2 separate regions of the Mus musculus genome follow, and region 2 is linked to region 1. The links are chromatin contacts, called in public Hi-C maps. All regions are on one chromosome and are shown on one strand. The core of a region is the stretch at or near the end of the contact, and the rest is flanking DNA. Distances in the headings are between cores, read along the strand shown.

The links. Hi-C and Micro-C count contacts between places; a contact is called where the count stands out from the background.
Region 2: a Hi-C map of erythroblasts shows a contact between it and region 1, with 2.8 times the contacts expected there. The contact joins the enhancer-like site here to the promoter of Nle1 in region 1. A contact is called at or near these places in 4 of 39 promoter capture datasets (embryonic stem cells, hippocampal neurons, neural stem cells and 1 more), 4 of 15 datasets of contacts at CTCF or cohesin (the NIH/3T3 cell line, embryonic stem cells, large pre-B cells and 1 more), 56 of 484 Hi-C or Micro-C datasets (the AML12 cell line, B cells, the C2C12 cell line and 31 more), 29 of 115 datasets of contacts at active chromatin or transcription factors (the 230-238 cell line, the HPC-7 cell line, the NIH/3T3 cell line and 19 more) and 3 of 9 other capture datasets (adipose tissue, embryonic stem cells and liver).

Annotation. Positions count from the first base shown.
Region 1 is chr11:82,906,945-82,909,805 of GRCm38.p6, forward strand. Nle1 (notchless homolog 1) reads right to left here and starts at 1,451. Exons shown (of 13, transcript NM_145431.2): 1 at 1,395-1,451; 2 at 1,148-1,291; 3 at 609-826. The coding sequence starts at 1,412.
Region 2 is chr11:83,262,023-83,264,883 of GRCm38.p6, forward strand. No RefSeq gene overlaps it. Among named protein-coding and RNA genes, the nearest start is that of Gm23444, 8.0 kb to the right of the region's middle. Within about 2 kb of position 1,354, at least 21 of the 459 cell types and tissues checked have an H3K27ac peak or open chromatin away from gene starts, as enhancers often do. A contact at or near this core is called in the G1E-ER4 cell line, the SCID.adh cell line, double positive thymocytes and 1 more, where this site is marked.

The DNA.
Region 1 (2,861 bases), core at 201-2,700:
TTCTTTTTTTTTTTTTTTTAAAAGACAGGGTTTCTCTGGTTAGCCCTGGCTGACCTAGAACTTGTTCTGTAGAAAAGGCTGGCTTAGAATTCACAAAGACCTGCCCGCCTAGTCTCTACCTCCTTGGAAATTTCTAGAAAAAGCTTTTGAAGCTTTTCATATTCTTCTGTTGTTGGAGGTAGAGTCTCTCTATGTAGCCCTTGCTGTTCTGGAACTATTTAGATCAGTCTGGCCTTGAACTCACAGAGATCCGCCTGCCTCTGCTTCCTGAGTGCTGAGATTAAAGGTGTGGACTACCACCACCTGGCTCAACTGTTCTTATTCTTAGAGTCCTACAAGAAAGGATTCATAGGGAAGTAACAGATGCAGAAACCTGACTTCGGAAAGGAGTAGTTCAAACCAAGATAGGCTCTTCTGAGCCAGGTACTATTCTTAGCCTTTGGGGACCAAACCCCAATAAGAAAGTCTGTTACTTGCAACGTGAGTCCAGACCCCAAGTCTATGACAGGCAGGCAGCCTAAGACCCTGTGAATAATAACTCAGGATGGTCCTCTCCACCTGTCAGAGGACACACCTCCACATCCCAAAGATTCTGCCCATGTCCTTACTTTCCTGTGGGGCTGAAGGCCACAGAAATGACAGCTTCGCTGTGACCCTCCAATGAGCTGGTGCACCGCGTCACAGCCCGGACCCTGAAGACAGCTTGGGGCTGGTAGATGATATCGACGATTTTCTCTGTCTCCACAGACTGGGACTCCAGCGTCTTCCCCAGGGAGGACACAATCTCAGCATCGTGGACGTAGAACGCCAGGGGCAGGGGCTCCTCCTGAAGGCAAGAACAGAGTAAAGAGGAACTCTGCTCGGAGGGATGAATGCCTGCCCTCAGCGGGAGTCGGCTCAATCCCAACTACTGCATACCACCATGCGACAAATTTAATCCCGCTGGGCATCTCTGTAAAATGGGGATGCTTATGTTGGGCTGTGACAAGAAGTCACGGAAACACTGCATCCGACGCGTTCAAAACACAGCCTGTCTGTAGGTGAGTCGGCGCGGAGAACATTTTTCCTGGGGCCGATCCACGCCACCGACACTGTCGGTGAGCAGCTGGGTCCCCGGAACACCGTGGCTTCGTTTTGGGGTGCTCACCTGGGCCAGCAGCGCGTTGCACACCAGCTGCAGCTTGTCCGGCGTGATGTCCACTGGCACGTCGAACGGGGAGCCCAGCAGCTGACCGCCCTCATCCTGGAACTGTACGAGCAGCCGCTGCACGTCGCCTGCCGCCGCCTCTTCCTGCAGAATCAAGCCGCGAGACTGTCAGTCCCCCTCCCCTCCCCTCGGGCCTCGGTACCCCACGCGGAGACCCGGCATCCCCGCCCCGTGCGCGTACACCTACCACCACCGCCGCCGCCATCCTGCGTCCCCACGTGGAGGAGAACCGAGGCGGAAAGACGGAGCGTTAAATCCATGTCGCGCCGGGCAACCTCCGGCTACAGCGCCCTCTCGTGTTCGGAGGAGTCAAGCCGCTCTCGGAGGCCGGGATTGCCAATGGTGGCCTCCCTTCGCGCCTTCTTTTCACAGTAGCGATTCTGGCCAATTTTAGTCTCCAAAACTCAGAGAAATTAATTGATTTGCCCGCCTAGCTCACAGAGGCAGGAGATGGTGGAGGATGACACTTCCAGGGTCCAGGCAGCAGGGGTGAAAATACAAACCAGAAAACTATTGGGTTGAGGCAGAAACTTTTATAGGTGGGCTTGTGGGATTTAGTTTGTGTATGTGTGTGTGTGTGTGTGTGTGTGTGTGTGTGTGTGTGTGTGTGTGTGTGTGCGCGCGCGCGCGCGCATGTATGCATGTATGTATTGAGATAGGCTGAGGGTGTGTAGCCTAAGTAGACCTTGAACTCCATGATCCTCTTGTCTGTGCCTCCCAGGATGGGATGCTGGGAATATCGGATGGGCCGCGGTGCCCAGCTGTTTTGGGATTTTTTTTTTCTGAGCTCTTTCAAGGTGTGGCCCTCTCCTGTATCTGCTTTTGCATAGGCAATTTATTCTGTCTGGAACTTTTGTGGACAGATTTGAGTCTCTGCTCTCCTCTTGTACAAGTTCAAAGAATATAGAGCCTATAAGGAACTATTAAATAGGTTGTGGTAGAACATGCCTTTAATCCAGGCTCTTGCGAGACAAAGACAGGCAGATAGATCTCTGAACTTAAAGCCAGCCTGGTCTACAGAGTAAGTTCCAGGACATTGAAGGTCTCCAAAAGAACTCCCTGTCTCAGACAAACAAACAAACAAACAAACAAACGAGACTAATAAAAGTTGAAGAAGGCCAGAGGGACCCGTGTGCTCTTTGGAGGCTTTTCCTCATCTGAGAACAACGACTCCATTTGCTAGGGACGCTGCCTTCTGGCCTTCTTCACATTGTTTATCTCTCGGCTTAAATATACTCATTCCTACATGCATACATTCATTCATCCGACAAAGCGAATTGAGCCTCTATTCTTTGCCAGATAGTGTTCTCAGAACTTTGCATAGATTAGTTCAATTACTTAGGGAAGCCTTTCCCAGGACCCTGTCTTTCTTTTTTTTCTCTTCTTTTTTTTCTTTTTTCCTTTTGGTTTTTCGGGGACCCTGTCTGTCTTGTCCTGTGTTTTCCAAGTTTTCCGGCATTTTCAGTCATTTCCTCATTATCAGTCATGTCCCCCGGTATATAGGGGACACAGAAGAAACGCTTGTGGACTGAATTATGAAATCAGGAATTGAATGTAGGATCCCTTGATCCAAACGCCACAGAACCAAAGCTTCTTTGCTTGCAGTGGGATCCTTTGTCAATACCTCATTGCTTGGACCACAAATGAGGTTCCA
Region 2 (2,861 bases), core at 104-2,603, 350 kb after region 1:
TGTTCAGCTGAAATAAAGCAACATAATCCAGCTGAAACAAAGGATGGGTCTTTGGGTTTCCCCTATACAAACATAGAGCTGAAAGTTGAACTTTGAGCCTTGATCAGAAATCTTTGTCTTGGGCTGGTGAGATGACTCAGCGGGTAAGAGCACTGACTGCTCTTCCGAAGGTCTTGAGTTCAAATCCCATGCATGTTGGGATGGAGTAATATAGATATCAATTCACGTAATTTAGCCATCCCATAACATGTACATATTTCATATGTCTATTCAACACTTTGAATACATAGCATTTATCTTAGTAAACAAAAGAAGGAGATAGGAAGGAAGATAAAAGGAAGGAAAAAAGGAAGGAAGGAAGGAAGGAAGGAAGGAAGGAAGGAAGGAAGGAAGGAAGGAAGGAAGGAAGGAAGGAAGGAAGACAAAGAGACACAGGCTGGATATATGGGTTAGCAATTCAGAACCCTGGCTTCTCTTCTACAGGACTGGAGTCTATTCCTAGCACCCAAAGGACAACTCACAAACCATTTGTAACTCCAAGTCAGTTATCCTAATGTCATCTTCTGGGCTCCAAAGGCACCAAACATGCCTACAAAAATTTTGAAAACAACACACACAGCCCACTGAAACCAAAGAGTTACACATATACAATGCATAAAAGAGTCCTGTGCGCTTACATTGGTGAAGGGACTGAGGAAGCAGAATAAACTCCATTTTGTTTTTAAGACTCCATTCTAAGTTAAAACTTGCCCTTAGAGAGGCATGGACCCCACCCTTGAGGTCTGAGAAAATCAAGAAATGTTTCTGGCAGTTACAAAATAGATACAGCAGCTGCAGCTGGCTGATAACAACAGAGTGGGCTAAGAAAACCTAAGTTGTTCCCAAGTGAAGACACTCTTTTTTTGATGTATGCTCCCTTCTTGTGGTTTGACCAGGTGCTGTAAAACAACTAGCTTAAAGGCCAACATTCCTTTACCCTCTCATGTAATGCCAAGACTTGGAAACCCCTGCTTGTAGTTTCTTTTTTCCTTCCCCTAGGAAAGGACAAACCTTCCTGATGCAACAGGACAGGAGAGTGGTCCCAGATTGATCTTGAATAAAGACTCTCATGTGCTTGCATCGGAATTGTGGTTCCTGGTGGCCTCTTTGGGGTTCTCACAAACTGAGCACAACTTTGGGACGACACTGAGAGCACCAGTGACTCACGCAAACTCAGCTCCTGGAGACAAAGGAGTTCCTGAAGGGTACCCAACAACAGTGGCCCCACAAGAAAAGTTGCATTTGTGTGATATTGGCCAAGTCATTGTATTGCACCACCTTAACCTTCCAACCATACTCCCTACCCTGTGAGGCTGGTTCTGTCGTTGTCATTTTAGCTGTGTTTGCCCCCTAGTGTTCAAACAGCAAAAGCAACTACAGCTTCCAAAGACCTCAAACAGAAAGTCAGAAGCAAAGTTTATGTATTGTTGATGGTAATGTTTTTCCAATCTCATGACCCTCTTTCTTATTAATTGGTATTAAATTGCACTGAATTAAGTGTTTCAATGTGATATTATCATCTGTGGAATGCCCTTTGGTCATAGGGTTCCTCTTTACCCTCCCTTGTCCCTTCACCTACATGAGGGACATAAGTCTCTTTCTACATAAGTCTCCCTTGTGCTTTCATACCCTTTAAAAGCTATATGATGGGGCTGGAAGAATGGCTCAGTAGTTAAGAACACTGACTGCTCTTCCAAAGGATCCCAGTTTACTTCCCAGCATCCACATGGCAGCTCACAACAGTCTGTAACTCCTGTTTTAGGGGATTTGACTCCCTCACACATGCAGGCAAAACACCAATGATGTCCATAGAATAAAAATAAAATTTTTAAAAATCTTTTCAAAAAGCTGTATACCGCATGTGAGAGTAAATGTCCAATACTTGTCTTTCTGTATGATTTCATGACATATAATCCTCGGTTCCACCCATTTTCCTGTAATGATGCTTTTCATTCTTCCTTATGGATGAGTAAACTCTCAGTTCAGGCTGAGCATGCAGGGAGCTTAATTGTGCACATGCTATGATTTCCTCATCCACTCACCTGCTCAAGGGCCCCTTGCTTATTTCCACAAGTATCAGTAGTTAACTTTGTGAAGAATGTCATAAATTGTGATTTATATGAAAAATTACTATGGTATGGTAATATTTTTACGTATGTGACAGTCTTTTCTGATTCTAAACTGATTCTAAAGAAAATATCAAAAGTGTGTCTTTGAATAACTACACAGCAACAAAAACCAAAATGTGGGAAAGGGATTGGCTGTTCAAGAAGGCAATGATAAAACATGGTTTTGAAAATGTGTCCCTGAGCTGGGCATGTGGTCCATGACCCTAATCCCAGTACTTGAAGAGAGGCTGACCATTCCTGTCCATGTAGAGAGTTCCGGGAGAGCCAGGGTTATGCAAAGGACTCTATCTCAAAGCATGCAAACAAACAAGTAAAAGCCAAGTGTCCCTATCTATCTACCACCACCACCCCTGCAGCCAGTCCCTCTCACTGATGAAATCCATGGTGCCTTTAAGGCATGGAAGAAATTCTTTCTAGAAAAGTTCACAGAGTGAATGATGAAGTAAGCAGTATGGTAAGGCAATGTTGTCATGGTGCTGCTGCTCAGCCCTGTGTGCTACTGCTGCTAAACCTGTGGTTTGTATTTTATAACCTGAAGAAGGACTACTTTACAAGTGTCCAAAATCACAGAGGCAAGGTTCTGATTGTGTCAAAATTAAGTGGAGGGCCCCCAGTGGAGGAGCTAGAGAAAATACCCAAGGAGCTGAAGGGGTCTGCAACTCTATAGGTGGAACAACAATATGAACTAACCAG